Linked DNA regions of Mus musculus: all the other regions are linked to region 3. The links are chromatin contacts, called in public HiChIP or PLAC-seq and promoter capture Hi-C maps. All regions are on one chromosome and are shown on one strand. The core of a region is the stretch at or near the end of the contact, and the rest is flanking DNA. Distances in the headings are between cores, read along the strand shown. Region 1 holds the start of Gpr157 (G protein-coupled receptor 157). Region 2 overlaps Rere (arginine glutamic acid dipeptide (RE) repeats). Region 3 holds the start of Eno1 (enolase 1, alpha non-neuron). Region 4 overlaps Rere (arginine glutamic acid dipeptide (RE) repeats). Region 5 overlaps Rere (arginine glutamic acid dipeptide (RE) repeats).

Region 1 (2,700 bases), core at 2-2,501, 150 kb after region 3:
ATAAAATAAAATGAATAAATCTTTTTTAAAAGCGTCTAAGAAAGTGCAGGTAATGGGGGCCTGAAGTTTATAAATGTCGTGAAAAGCTTAAAGAAGCATACCTCTGTGCATTTTACAGTTGGCACACTATCGTCTGAGAGTGGCTGGACGCACCACAACCACTGTGGTATAGAATTGGAAGCTGTGGGCTTTTAGGCCAGGGCAGCCACCTAACTCATCTTCTAGCCTGCAGACTGGAACTTCTCTCCATGGGCAGCAGAGACTGCCAGATCGCGGTGAAGTAGGAGGCAAAGGGCACAGACTGTCTCCAATTCCTTTCTAAATGGCAGACCTCTTCCTATGGGCAAGTTCTGCACCCACCCACACCTTGCTGGGAGATTCTGGCTGGGGCAGATACAGAGACCACCCTCTTCAGAGACGCTCAGACAGGTTTGGCTCCAACTTTTTGGGCAAGTTGGGCACCCTTCCATGGTTCGGGGATGCATGTGACTGCCAGTAGGACACACCACCTTGACACCTAGATAGGGAAAGCACGAATGCCACAGCACAGCACGCAAGGCCCGGGACCCATAAGCCTGGGTCTGGGGCCTGGAGGCAAAGCCGGGTCTCCTACTCACCTGATGAGGTGAAAAGCCCAGATTAGGTGGTCCGTGGAGGGCCCGCGCGTAGTTCGGACGATGCTGAGGTATAGGTAGAGGGCGATGGCCACCGTCCAGAAGAAGGAGCTGGTGTTGGCGAAAGTAGAGAGAGCGCCCTGAAGGACGCAATCCCACGAAGTGCCCGCAAAGTCCTGCAGCACTCCGTAGAAGTACGAGGCAGCCGAGAGCAGGTCCGCTAGCGACAGGAAGAGTAGCAGGCGCCGCGCCCGGCTACGCAGGTCAGGCCACAGGGCGTGCGTGGCCACCAGGAGGCCCGAGCCCAGAGCTGACAGCGCACACGACAGCAGCACCACCGCGCGCTCCCACGGCAGCAGCTCGGTGGGAGGCGCGGGTGAGGGCATGGTGGGTTGGGGACCAAGGGCAGACAGCCAGGGTGCACAGGCCTAAGGGTGCCGAGAGGTCGTGGCCAAGCCGAGCCCGCGGTCGCCTCTGTCTGGGCATTTGGCGCCCGGGCTCGCGTCCCCACGGGTCCCGCCTGCGTCCCAGCCCCGCCCAGTCTAACAACTACACAACAGCGGTCTCACCGCGGCGCCCTCCACTCCCTGTCCCTGAGCTCTACAATCCTACCCTGAGTCCTCCAGGTCCCTCCCTTGAGCACTCCACGCCCGCCCCTGAGCACTCTAATCTCGTCCCGAGTCCCCGCCCCTGCTGTCTCCAAGCTGGTAGCCCCTTCATGAGCTCTCCACACCCCGACTCTGTAACCCTGCGCGCTCTCCTCGCGTCCCGCCCCTGCACCCCGCCCCTGCGCAGTAACACATCCGAATCTGAAGCTCCAGCGCTCCGCCCCTGAGCTCTCCATGTCCCGCCCTGTAGCCCCAGAGCCCCGCCCAGCCTCCTTCAAGCTCCTCCCATGCCCCCCACTTGCGCATTGCTCCGCCCTGATGCTCTTTCAGCCTCAAGCTCAATCGCTTCTCCGCGTTTCCCCACGCCTCTGCGCCTCTACGCTTCCCTCTTACCTAGTACCTCCCAGTCCTGTCCCAATCGTTGCCTTCTGCCTCTCAGAGCCACTCTAGGAGGTTAGCAAATGGCCAGGACATCCTGTTCTGGGGGTTGGGGGGAGGCGGGGAGGGGAGAATGGCATTTTTAAGGCTAATGTTACTTTCCCCTGATCAGCCTGCTTACGTGTGTGTTGGGGAGGGGAGGGGTGGTTGCTGGAAACATTCTTTCCGATGGTGGCAAAAACAGGTCCAGAGCATGGCCTACATTCCTGAAGCTTGGGTACTCGAAATCTTCACAAGATCTGTGGTGGTGATTTGGGGAAGTTTCTAACTTTTGTTACAATGAAAGTATTGTGTTTTTGTGGGGCTGGGTGTACAACTCAGGACCTTACACATCCCAATGAAGTGCTCACCTACTGAAATATATATATACTTTTAGTTCCTTGTTTATTCTATATACCTTATTAGTGCTATTTTAAAAATACATTTTATCATTTTACGTGCGTGGATATTTTGTCTGCACGGATGTACCTGTACCATGTGTATGCAGTGCCCACAGAGGCTAGAAAAGTGCGTCAGACTCCCCACCCCCTGCACCATGTGGGGGCTGGATTCGAATCTGATCCTCTGGAAGAGCAGCAAGTGCTCTTAACCGCTGAGCCATCTCTCCAGCGCCAGGTGCGATGTTAAGGAATGAAACATTAGTGCCTATGAGATGGCCTTGAGTAATTGCCAGGGCAGAATAACACTGACAGTCTGAATTTGATTCTCAGGACGCACTTGGTGGGGTAAATTGTCATCTGACCTCCACATCTGACCTCCACACCTGTGGCTGGCGTACCCCCATACCCATAAATTTAAAAAAATGTAATTTTAAATATGTTACATGAAAAGAAAAAAGTAAGGAAGCATAGTTCCCAGTTTACAGAGGTTTTTTTTTTTTTTCTTGTTTGAACATTTTGTATTTCTTAGGGATGGAGATACTTGTGCAAGATCCAGCTTGCATATTCGATGGCCCACAACCACTTATGACTCCAGCTGCAGTGCATCCCATGGCCTGCTCTCTAAGGGCAAGGTACTCGCAAGCACATAAGTTAGTATGG
Region 2 (2,700 bases), core at 70-2,569, 230 kb before region 3:
AGCAGAGGTGGAGAGTTGGGGTTCTGCCTGAGAATGGACACACAGGCTCAGACATTGGAAGGTCCGGTTCCCAGTGGGTGGATGGTTTAGGAAGGGTTAGTAGGTGTGGCCTTCTTGGAGGTGTGTCACTGGGGTTGGGTCTAGCCTCTGCCCCCCTCTGATACAGTACACAGCACCCCCTCAGCTACTGTCCAGTGCCGTGCCTGCTATCGCCGTGGACAACCCTCTGAAACTGTGAGTAAATGTTCTCTTACATAAAGTAGTCATGGTGTCTCTTTACAACAATAGAACAGTGAAGACACCTTGACCGCAGGGCATGGAAACACTAGAAGGTATACAAGCTGAGTCTGACATCTCATGATCACAGGGTCACATGATTTTAAAAACTAAAATGACCAACTCACGGCTAAAGATGTATCTCAGAGACTACTCTTAAGTTTGATGGCAAAATATTCTGAAGATTTGTATTGGTCAACACTGTTTTATGTCCTCAAGTTTCTTAATCCCAGGGAATCAGTCTTTCTGATACAGGTTCTCTGGCTGGCCTGGAGCTCACTATGTAGACCAGGCATGCTGGCCTCAAAATCACAGAGATCCACCTCCCTCTGCCTCCTGAATGCTGAAATTAAAAGTGCCACCATACCCAGGCATTGAGTAAAATCTTAAAAATTACTGAGGCCCTCCCCCCAATTTCTTCCTCTCTTCTCCCTCTCTTTCCTCTCCTCCCTCTCCTCTTTTCTTTACTTTCTTCCTTCCTTCTCTCTTTCAATGTGTGTTGGTGTTTTGCCTGCATGTATGTCTGTGTGGGACTATCATATTCTGGAGTTACAGACAGTTCTGAGCTGCCATGTGGGTGCTGGGATTTGAACCCAGGTACTCTGGAAGCCATTGAGTCATCTCTCCGGTCCCCAGGGTTAATTTTTAAATTAACAGAGGCCAAGGGAATCAGATGCCTTTGTAACTGGAATGACAGATAAGTGGGAGCCACCTGCTATGGTGCTGGGAACTGAATTTAGGTCTGGGAGAGCAAGGTGTGCTTAACTACTGAGCAATCTTCCCAGCCCTGGTTTTGTTTAGAGACAGGTTCTCACTATATAACTAACTTTGGCTGTCCTGAAACTCCCTGGCCTCAAACTCACAGGGATCCACTTGGCTCTACCTCCTGATCCTTGAGATTAAAGGTGTGTGCCACCGCGGTCAGCAAGACTATACTTTCAACAAACCAAATTCAGAAAATGAACAGTACTTTTAATTTCACTTTCTTCTGGAGCTGGAACATTTGGCCCCCTGCCACCAGTCACATCGACTTTAAAGGAGCCTGGCAACATTGCCCGGTTCCAAGAGCTGAGCCTCCTGTTCTGCTGCTTTCTGAATTGTGCTTCAGGATAGTAGGCCTGGTTAACATGGGAAAATAACTTTCAGAGCAAACATTTGCATTTAAGACTTGCAGGGTTAGAAGCCACTGCTTTAAGTTAAAGTTTGCCCACATAATAACAGAAATCTAATTACAGCTAACACTCCTAACTGGTCATAAATAATTCAAATAGCTGGTTAAGAAATGAGAAAATCAGTAGAAACACTGAAACATTACATTTCCCATTTTATGTAAATTAGTTTTTCTTGTTTTAGATGTCTTAATTATATTTCTTTTTCCTACTTACTCAAATGAAAACAAAGACTGTAACCTCTAATACCTGTTGGTCTATTTATATAACTTTTCCATCTACACCATTTTTCTAATACAAACATGCCCTGGAAGCTTATCTCACTCCACATGTAGGACAACAAAGGGCCACTGGCTGCTGCAGAGGAGAAATGGAAGCAGGAAATGAGAAGGCTTTGTTAATCCCTGGGTAATCGATTAGTGTATTCACTCAAGTGTAAGCAGAGCTGGGAAAACGTTCAGTTCTTTTCTTTTCTTTTTTTTAAGTGTGGGGGTGGGGATGGCAATGGAGAAATCGAAGTGTCACAAACATTTTAAAATAGGGATTTTTGTCAAAAAACTTCATCATGTTCCAGCACTAATGTCTTAGAATGATTTTTTTCTTTGAAATCACTGTCCTCATTTTTGAAAAACCAGTTTTAATTTTAGGCTATTCTTTAATTATTGAGATATAATTTACATAAACTAAAATTACTTGTAATGCTGAATAAGTTTGAGTCATGCACCGAATTTGTGTTATCAGCCCAGACATAAGATGGGGGCCACTTCCATTACCACAAAGCCACAACTCAGAGCCACCACGGCCATGCTGAGACAGCTGGCCTTCAAGATTACTAGAAAGTGATGCCCTGATCCTCCGCTCTCCCACACACTTCCCATTTATAGGACACACCATTCTATGGAGCTGCTGTGCAGCCATCTCCACCAGGAACAACTTCAGACAAACCAAATTCCAGGTGAAGGTCAAACCAACTGTCAGGTAAAGATGTCTCTAGAAACTTCCAGAGAAGATTACTTACAGAAATAAGTGAAAACAACTGGCAAAAATAAGTGCTAATTCATTTTAAGGCATTCTTTCATCAAACCATACAATCAGTATTTAACGAGCGCCTGCTAGGGACTGAGTGTTCTAGAAAAGGTCAGTGACAGCAGCCGGGGATGGGGACGTCCAGAGAGCCTGTAAAGCTTGCTTTCCACAGGAGCAGCAGGCCCACTCCTGGGCCCTAAGTCAGATAGATAATCACTAAGTGCAGGGG
Region 3 (2,700 bases), core at 148-2,647:
TAACTAGGTTCCTCACATCTTTTGTGGCAAGCACTGAAGCAAAGGCAGCTTTTTTTTCCACAGAAGTTACTTCTGTGGTTTTGTCTTCTCTAAGACAAAGGATCTTTGTACACTCACCAAGAATAAAGTATCTACTTTTTACCTACCATGTTACAAAACCTTACTATTCCTCAACCATACTCTTTTGTCTTCTCTCTTACTCGCCCGATTCTATGAATGCCAGACTGACCAGAACTCAGTGATCCTCCAGCCTCAGCATCCCTAGCGCTACACTTTCATGTGTGCATCTCCATGGCTGGTTCCTTTATGGGGGCGGAGGAGCACCCACGTGCCACACTTTGCTCTGCAAAGACCTTACAACTTGTAGGAGTTGATCCCTCCCTCCACCCTTTTTATCTAGCTTGGATCTTTAGGCTAGGCAGCAAACGTATTTAACCAAAGGAAGAAAATCTCACCCACTCTGTCTTTATCTGGATTGAACGCCAGACCAAGGGCAGAAAAGTGGACCTATCGGTCAGGCTAATCAGCAGACTAGCTGTGGTCTATCCCGAAAGCGAGTCAGCCAAGGAACCACACTGCCTAGGCCAGAACGAACAGGAAGTTTTCTTAAATGCATCTTAAGTCAGTTCACGGCCGGCTAGTAGCCACCCAGGAAACCTGTAGCTCTTGCCTAATTGCGTCGAGGTCTCCTGAGGGCTTCCCAATTATCCAACGGGACTGCTGCAATTTCCTCTACTCTTAGTACCTAACCGACACTCACAGGTCAGGAATATTCCACAGCAGAGATGGGCTGGACCACTCCCGCCCAGTGACGCTCGATTGCGGTCCAGGAGCTACAGCCCCAGCAGGATCTACTAGGGTGTGGCGCTCTGCCTCTTGGGCATCCTTATTTCTGGCCCTTCCATTCTGAGAAAGGATTTAATGAGCATCGGGGGTTTAAGTTGCTCTCCCTCCCTCTGAAACCTTCCACTTAACTACACAGAAAGTACTTTTCTATTCTCCACGGCCGCGATCATCCGTGGTCTGCATTTGCTGTTGTCTGCTTGGGAACCCGGTTACATTGCAACCCTGAAACTCGGTGATCACTGGTGGGGCTCACACCTCCACCCTCCAAGAGCCTGCGTCCTTCCACGAGGCTGACCCGAGTGCTCCCCGGATAGCGGCTCCCGCCCAGGCTAGTGGGTGCACGTGCCCACCGGGTCCCCAAGCGAAGCTAGTAGGAGAGCTGACCCCGGTGGAGACAAGGACCATACCTGGCAGTAGGATCGCTGCAAAGCAAGGAAAGAGGGTGCCGTGGACACCGAGGAGAGCCTTAAGGACAGACGCGAGCGCGACCCTGTACCGGAGCAGCACTAAGCGCCTCCCACTCTGTCTTCCTTTCCTGCTCGTTAAGCCCCGCCCAGTTCTCCCCTTTCGGGCCCGCCCTCCCTCCGCGCCGCCTCCCCATTGGCTCAGCGTGCCATCACTCCAATAGAAGAGCGTGACCGAGGCGGCCGCTCGGCCTGCCCAGACTAGGGGCGAGGGCACGGGGGCGGGGGTTGTCCTGCCTTTCTGGGCCTAGCCTGCTTGGGGCATAGCTGGAATGCCTGGCGAGCCTCCGGCTGGGAACCTGGGGCCCGGCCGAGGGTCTACGGAGCCCGGATGCGGGGCGGGGCGGGGCTGGGCTGCGCGGCGGGCATGAGGGCTTGAGCCCGCCGCACGTACTCCGAGTCTCACACGCACTCGGCGTGGCTGCGGCGCCACACGTCCGGCCCACGACCTTGCTGATGACCTTCGCGGCTCGGCCCTCCAGCCGGCCAACCCCCCACCGGGAGGTTCTGGAGCCCCCGGCGGTGTGGAAACGTTGATGCGCGGCCAGAGGGCCTCACTCCCGCGTGGAATTGGGTGGGGGTGGGGGGGATGAGGGGGAAATGCATGGATACTGCGCCTGCGCACTGAGCGCCCTCGCCGCTGGTCCTGGCTCTCTGGTGCCATCTGCCAAGGTGACCCCGTCCTTTTGTCCTTGCTGTAGTGAGTCTCAGGCCGAGGTAGCCAAGGGAAAGTGACCTTTCCCTTAATATTACCTAATCATTTGTTACTGTGTGGAGGGTACCGAATCCTACTGTCCAGCTCACGCTAATAAGGCAGTACCTTTGTGCTACACCCACCCAGCCACTCCACCCTACTTTAGAACTTTCCTTACTTCTCTGGTGTACTAGCTCAGTGTGGATTTATTCTTCATCCATGTTAATGTTCCTTTGTTTAAAGATCTAATACTTCTTTCCCCTGCTTGTGGCCTCGATGTTCTTGACCTACCAGTTCTTGAGACTCATACTCAAGTCGTCCCGACGCATTTCTCAAAAGTCTAGACTAGTAATATTCCACAATGATGTGACAAACGTCCGGAAGCGCAGGGTGGAGCCATTTCACCCTTCTGATGAAGAAAATAAAGCTGGTGTTTAACCACAGCTGTGGGTAGGCAGAGGCAGGCGGATTTCTGAGTTCAAGGCCTGCCTGGTCTACATAGTGAATTCTAATTCAGATGGGGCATAGTGATGAGACCTTGTCAAAAAAAAAAAAAAAAGAAAGAGAAAGAAAGAAAGAAAGAAAGAAAGAAAGAAAGAAAAGAAAAGAAAAGAGAAAAAGAAAGAAATGAAGAAAAGAGAAAAAATAAAAGTGATGATAGCTAGCCAGTCAGTGCTAATGTGAGCCTTTAATCTA
Region 4 (2,700 bases), core at 108-2,607, 250 kb before region 3:
AGGCAATCCCAAATTTCTCTAATTCCCTGTCTGAGTAAGAATTCCACTGCACAAAATCTGCTAATCCTGATTGGCTCCCTAGTAAACCATAGTCACAGCCCCTACCTGGGCTCTCTCTGCAAACAAGAGGTAAAAACAAACAAAACAAAACAGCTTCACCTGGGTAGAGAGGGCTACTTCATGGTCAGACATCAAGCCACAGGTACCAAACGTGACCTTGTCCACACCTCTGCCTTCTTTGGCAGCAAACCCTTTCCATTTCCACTCTCCTCCTACTCAATGCAAAAAAATCACACAAAATACACATACACCACAGCAAAAACTAACATACAAGAATAAAGAAAAGTATGTGAATCTCAATTTTAACATAGATGTCAATGTTTATAGCCTCTCCAAGCTGGAAAGAGAATTGCCACAAACTCCAAAAAGAAGGCTTTGCTCCTTCAGAAAGAACAGAAGAGAAGCTGATGTGATATGACAGTTCCCTTTGAAAACACACTAAGATGATACAGTTGCAATCGTCATCCACAGCTATCCCCCTCATGTGTCACCTCACAAGAATTATAATTTGCTCTAGCGAACAGGCTCTCAATCAAAACAAGTTCCACCCACCTTCAAAGCAACCAATAGTTGCCCACCTACCACCCTTCCTAAAACAGCCAAACAGATCCATCCTGTGGCCCAGCGATCACCACAAGGCACATGGCTAATGAGGCAGTCTGCAGGTCTGCTCTGCAGGTCTTTAAGACAGACAAGCTCTACAAAATGCACTGGGCAAACCCAGGCTATAATCACACGGAAGAGAGGAAGAGGTGAAGGAAAGGGGTAGAGACATGGATAGAGACTCACAAAGCTTCACACTGTACATTTGCTTAATTCATCTCCTGGTAGACCCCATGCACAGCTCTGATTTTATGCTTCGCAATGCCACCTCTGCATGGCCAGCTGGCAGAATCAAAGGCTTTAGGCACATGCACTATGAATGGCAAGATGATTCATAAACATCTTCAGAAGGAGCTTGAGCAGCAAAGCCAATGTCTTCGAAAGGCCAGGGGAAGATCGCCTACCTGCAGGGGCTGAATGGATCATCCATGACTAACACGGGCTCTCGTGAGTCTAGCTGGATCCCTGCACCTCTACTTACTGCTAAAACTCTGCCCTTTTCTACTCTAAGTACTCAAAATGGAGGCCCATGCAGGCTGAGACCTCACAGAGCTCTCTCTCACTGAGCTTGTGCTATGACCTAAGCCTTCACGCAGAACGCTGAAACTTCCCTCACTCTGACAGGACTGAGCATGTGCTGTGACCCTCCCTCATCCACACACTGTCTCTCCACAACGCAATCAATCTCAACCCTGCTGTTTCCGTAAATAAAGACCAGCCAACAGACTCTGCAGCTTCTCCGAGCACACCAAGCTAGTGTGCAGGGAAGTGGGGCCTTAGAAAGGGGATTCCAGACAGCCAACACCAGGGAACTCCACAAGCCAAGCCAGAAGCGTCCGTCCTCAGGAGACAACAGCAAGTTTTCTTTTGTCTTTTCTATTTTTTAAGTAAGTCAGGTTTTTAAATAACCATGTTTTCAACAAAGAACAAGAACGAGGAAAACAGGTACAAATAACTGCACCTGAAATTAAGCGCAGAAACAGCAGCAGTGCTTAGGAGAAGCAACTAAACACATGTCTTTTTGAAAACGCACTTGACAAAAAGACCAAACAAGCAAGCTAGCCACATAGGTATGGCCACAATGGAGACAGCACTAATACAGCACACAAGGAATGCCATACTTCATGCAAAAAGAACCCCCAAATCTCCAAGTGATTAAATTACAGCATCCTCTAAGGTAATTAATATGAGCCCAGCCAGGTCTCCAAGAATGAACTGAAACAATAAAAACAGCAACAAGGTTCAGATCAAGGATGGGGGGGGGGGGGGGAAATAACCTCAGCAGCAGAGCACTAACCTAGCATGAACCATAATGGTTGGCTGACACTAACCCCCCCTCAGTTAAGTGAACGTGCATGCATATGCCCCTCCCCCCAAATGCCTAAAGACCATCCACTATAAACACCTCAGCATACTTGGAAAAACAAAACAAAACAAAAAAACAACTAACCAACCAACCAACCAACCAACCAAACAAACAAACAAAACATTTCAAGTGCCCTGATTCATTCTCGCACAACACTATCTATAAACCTAAATCTATTAAAACTCATTTTGAAAGATTTCTAAAGCCATGTAACAAGTCCATCTCACTACAGCAATACTGAGGACCAAAGTACTCAGTCACCCTGCCCACAGAGCAGCCAAGAGAGGCCCTGGTAAAACCCTGCAGAACAAGCCTGTCTACCCATCCAGCGTTCGCCTCCCACAAAGCACTGTTTATCATTATGAAATAGCAGGTACGCAGGTTACTCCCGCCTGCAAACTAAATGATCTTTACACCACTCAGTTATAACTTAAAGAAACATCACAAAATTCCCTCAAAACATAAAAGATTGGAAAAAAGGACAGGACCAACTGTTTCTCAGAAATGGAATGGAGTCAAAAAACGAAAATCTTTTCCAAGAACATGAGTTCTTACAGATTCTTAGAGCAGGACATGGTGCTCGGTACCATGTGCAGAGCCCTGTTCATCCTGTGAGACAACATGAGTTCTAAGCTGAGGAATCTACACATTTTCTGCAGAAATACAGCACA
Region 5 (2,700 bases), core at 130-2,629, 140 kb before region 3:
AAAAATCAAAAAAATTCAAAAAAATAAAATAAAATAAAGCAAACAAGGCTCTGGCAACTAACTAAACACAATTAGTGTGATAACGAAATTCTGACAAAAGCTGGATCAATGAAAAGTCAAAAAGCTCTAAACAAGCAGAGCCAGACATTTCTCTAACATAGAAAGACGTGGTGCACTCAGCAAACAGAAGTGCAAGGGGTTCGAGATCATCCTCTGCACTAGAGCCAGTACAGTGAGAGTCAGTACAGTGAGAGCTATTTCAACAAGCAGGTGCATGGAGGAGCTCAATGGCTGGAGGGTGGAGGGAGAGGAGGCTGCTGCAGAAGTCTGGTGTCTCAGCCCCGTTGACACAGACACCACAGTAGTGATTAAAATGTTACAAAGCAGACAATAAGTATATCGTCCCTACCGCACAGACTGTTACAGTGGTATTTAAAGTCTCAGTCTCTGCTTAATGCTTAGGTTAGAGATGTGAGCTCTTAGGTGTTCCTGCTGCTGTAGTTAACTGCTCCCTTGCTTCCCTGTTATGTCAACAATGGATTCTTTATTTCTCTGGAATGATAATCCCAGAATAAACTCTTTCTTTTGGAAAAACTGTTCGTTTTATTGTTTTTGTTTGTTTGTTCGTTTGTTTTTGAAACAGCATCTTACTAAAGAAAATACCCCACCCCAAAATCATAGCCCAAAACAGGCCCAAGGCTTCAAGATTCCTGCCACCCATGGAATTTTAGAAAGCAGCCAACCCCCACTACACTTCCTGGACCTCTGAGATCATAGAAACCAAGAACCTGATTTATCTTTCCACCCTACAGTTCAGAAAGGCAATTTCTGGGCCTCTCAAGGCCATGAGCACATGACATGACACATGACACATCCCATACCCTCGAACAAGGACTATGGTACAGTCCTCTCAGCTGAAAAAGCTGCTCTCACCATTCTGAGGTCAAGCTGGGTCTGTTCTCTCATTTTCCTCCACTGATTTATTACTAGTCCTGGCTGGCCTGAAACTCACTATGTGAACGAGGCTGGCTTTAAACCACAGAGATTCACCTGCCTCTGCCTCCAAAGTACTCTAAAGGTGCATGCACACCACTATAGCTGGCCCTAAACTGTTCATTTTTTACTAAGCAAATACTAATAGGTATAATTTAAGAGATTTATTAATTTGAGCCCCTTCCAAAAATACTTGTTAAATTTTCATAATAGAAAAAAAAAAGCACTCATTTTGAAGAAAGATTTGGACACTGTACTAGTGTTCACTATCAACCTGACAATCAGACCTGCGGGCAGCGCCCTTCCCCGGCTGAGACTCGGTGCTGTGTAAACGGGGAAAGGGAGCTAGCTGAGCAGCTGTTTGCCTTGGTCTTCCCCTCTCTCTGCCTCATGACTGAGGTCACATCACCAGGTCTCTAAGCTTAAGCTTATGCAGCTCTGTTGTCCCCACCATGGCAGTCTGCAACCTGGAACTTCGAGCCAAAGTAAACCTGCTCCCTTGTTTTGGCCAAATATTTTTATCATAGCAATATAAAAAGAAACCAAGACAGAAATTTAATTTTTTGTCTTTGTTGGCTGGTTGGTGATACCAAAAAACTCCAAAAAGTTCACTACATACTACATATGCATGACATGCCAACTACATATGATACGTTTCAATGTTTAAAAGGAAAAGACTAATGAGTAAATTGAATGACCCACCTTTCCAGGGCTGCAAAGGTGGCTCAGCAGTTGGGTACACTTGCAGAGGACCCAGTTTTGAATCCCAGTACATACATGGCATCAGACAATCGGCTCTAACTTTAGTTCCAAGGGATCTGATGATCTTCTGGCCTCCTCAGGCACAGACACACATGTGCTACACAGACATAATGCAGGCAAAACACCCATACCCATACAATGAAAATTTCTCCAACCTTGGTCATATAAAAAGATCCTAATCAACTCCTCCTGTTCTTTATGCACAGAATAAATTGGTCTGAGAAGTCCTAAAGACCGTGTTACAGGGCATAACTTCAATTGTCATTTTATTCAAAGGCATACAATTCACTTCTGATGCTGACACTCAAGCCCAGCAGAGACCTGTTTCCACCCATCTATTTTTAAATTATTAGCAGATAATCCGGTGGCTTCGTGGTAAAAGCAGCTGTGAACACAGCAGCACACACCACTGGAGTGTGCTGACTTGACAGTGTGGCAAATGCACGGTGAGTGTGTGCTCTCTTTTACTCTTTTAAAGCTCAGCAGCCACAAAGAAACTACCACCTTTAATACCCAGATCACTAGGAGCTCACTGGCTTTGGAAAAGCAAGATGTAAGAAACAGGTCTGTTTGCTGCAGAACTGAGCAATGAGTGCAAATGCTAATGGCATGAACACTTGGCTTTCACATCAAGATCTAAACATACCACAAATTCTTTAAAATATCCACAGAGAACTTACAATTATCAAAATTAAAATGTTTCTTTCTAAAGTTACTTATAGTCATTGCCTAATTTTACCCACCAAACCCAAACATGGCTGACATATAACCACCATAAAATTTTACAGCCCTTCTAATGTACTAAGCAGGTAGCAGTATTAAACTTCAGTTTCTCTTGCTAGCATCCTTTTGTTCCAGCTCTGAGGCCGAACCTCTCACTTCTAAGAGTGTGCACTACTCATCCTTTATCAACTACAAGCATCCACTTCAAACAGACTAGGAGTA

What was found. Promoter capture Hi-C pulls out the DNA fragments that hold promoters and counts their contacts. HiChIP or PLAC-seq counts read pairs in DNA pulled down with a chosen protein or histone mark. Capture Hi-C pulls out chosen DNA fragments and counts their contacts.
Region 1: a promoter capture Hi-C map of adipose tissue shows a contact between it and region 3. The contact joins the promoter of Gpr157 here to the promoter of Eno1 in region 3. A contact is called at or near these places in 3 of 484 Hi-C or Micro-C datasets (embryonic stem cells and nephron progenitors), 4 of 115 datasets of contacts at active chromatin or transcription factors (embryonic stem cells, memory CD8 T cells and pancreatic cancer cells) and 3 of 9 other capture datasets (adipose tissue, liver and pancreatic islet).
Region 2: a contact with region 3 is called in a promoter capture Hi-C map of liver, with 3 times the contacts expected there. The contact joins the enhancer-like site here to the promoter of Eno1 in region 3. A contact is called at or near these places in 13 of 39 promoter capture datasets (the 3T3-L1 cell line, 3T3-L1-derived adipocytes, the C10 cell line and 9 more), 3 of 484 Hi-C or Micro-C datasets (bone marrow-derived macrophages, embryonic fibroblasts and liver), 22 of 115 datasets of contacts at active chromatin or transcription factors (the NIH/3T3 cell line, the SCID.adh cell line, T-cell acute lymphoblastic leukemia and 15 more) and 4 of 9 other capture datasets (adipose tissue, bone marrow-derived macrophages, liver and 1 more).
Region 4: an H3K4me3 HiChIP or PLAC-seq map of embryonic limb bud shows a contact between it and region 3, with 3 times the contacts expected there. The contact joins the enhancer-like site here to the promoter of Eno1 in region 3. A contact is called at or near these places in 9 of 39 promoter capture datasets (the 3T3-L1 cell line, the C10 cell line, the HPC-7 cell line and 5 more), 20 of 115 datasets of contacts at active chromatin or transcription factors (the 230-238 cell line, the SCID.adh cell line, T-cell acute lymphoblastic leukemia and 15 more) and 3 of 9 other capture datasets (adipose tissue, liver and pancreatic islet).
Region 5: a contact with region 3 is called in an H3K4me3 HiChIP or PLAC-seq map of bone marrow-derived macrophages, with 2.6 times the contacts expected there. The contact joins the enhancer-like site here to the promoter of Eno1 in region 3. A contact is called at or near these places in 1 of 15 datasets of contacts at CTCF or cohesin (the NIH/3T3 cell line), 7 of 115 datasets of contacts at active chromatin or transcription factors (the SCID.adh cell line, bone marrow-derived macrophages, embryonic stem cells and 3 more) and 2 of 9 other capture datasets (adipose tissue and pancreatic islet).

What each region holds. Positions count from the first base shown.
Region 1 is chr4:150,086,054-150,088,753 of GRCm38.p6, reverse strand. Gpr157 (G protein-coupled receptor 157) reads right to left here and starts at 1,251. Exons shown (of 4, transcript NM_177366.3): 1 at 618-1,251. The coding sequence starts at 1,000.
Region 2 is chr4:150,461,155-150,463,854 of GRCm38.p6, reverse strand. All of the region lies in intron 4 of Rere (arginine glutamic acid dipeptide (RE) repeats), which reads right to left. Gm52709 (a long non-coding RNA gene) reads left to right here. Exons shown (of 2, transcript XR_003955312.1): 1 at 1-234. Among named protein-coding and RNA genes, the nearest start is that of Gm52709, 4.9 kb to the left of the region's middle. Within about 2 kb of position 1,319, at least 54 of the 459 cell types and tissues checked have an H3K27ac peak or open chromatin away from gene starts, as enhancers often do. A contact at or near this core is called in the HPC-7 cell line, adipose tissue, hepatocytes and 3 more, where this site is marked.
Region 3 is chr4:150,235,894-150,238,593 of GRCm38.p6, reverse strand. Eno1 (enolase 1, alpha non-neuron) reads right to left here and starts at 1,397. Exons shown (of 12, transcript NM_023119.2): 1 at 1,254-1,397.
Region 4 is chr4:150,486,943-150,489,642 of GRCm38.p6, reverse strand. The region is part of intron 7 of Rere (arginine glutamic acid dipeptide (RE) repeats); the gene reads right to left. Among named protein-coding and RNA genes, the nearest start is that of Gm52709, 21 kb to the right of the region's middle. Within about 2 kb of position 1,357, at least 273 of the 459 cell types and tissues checked have an H3K27ac peak or open chromatin away from gene starts, as enhancers often do. A contact at or near this core is called in the HPC-7 cell line, adipose tissue, bone marrow-derived macrophages and 8 more, where this site is marked.
Region 5 is chr4:150,378,135-150,380,834 of GRCm38.p6, reverse strand. All of the region lies in intron 1 of Rere (arginine glutamic acid dipeptide (RE) repeats), which reads right to left. Among named protein-coding and RNA genes, the nearest start is that of Gm52709, 88 kb to the left of the region's middle. Within about 2 kb of position 1,379, at least 13 of the 459 cell types and tissues checked have an H3K27ac peak or open chromatin away from gene starts, as enhancers often do. A contact at or near this core is called in bone marrow-derived macrophages, where this site is marked.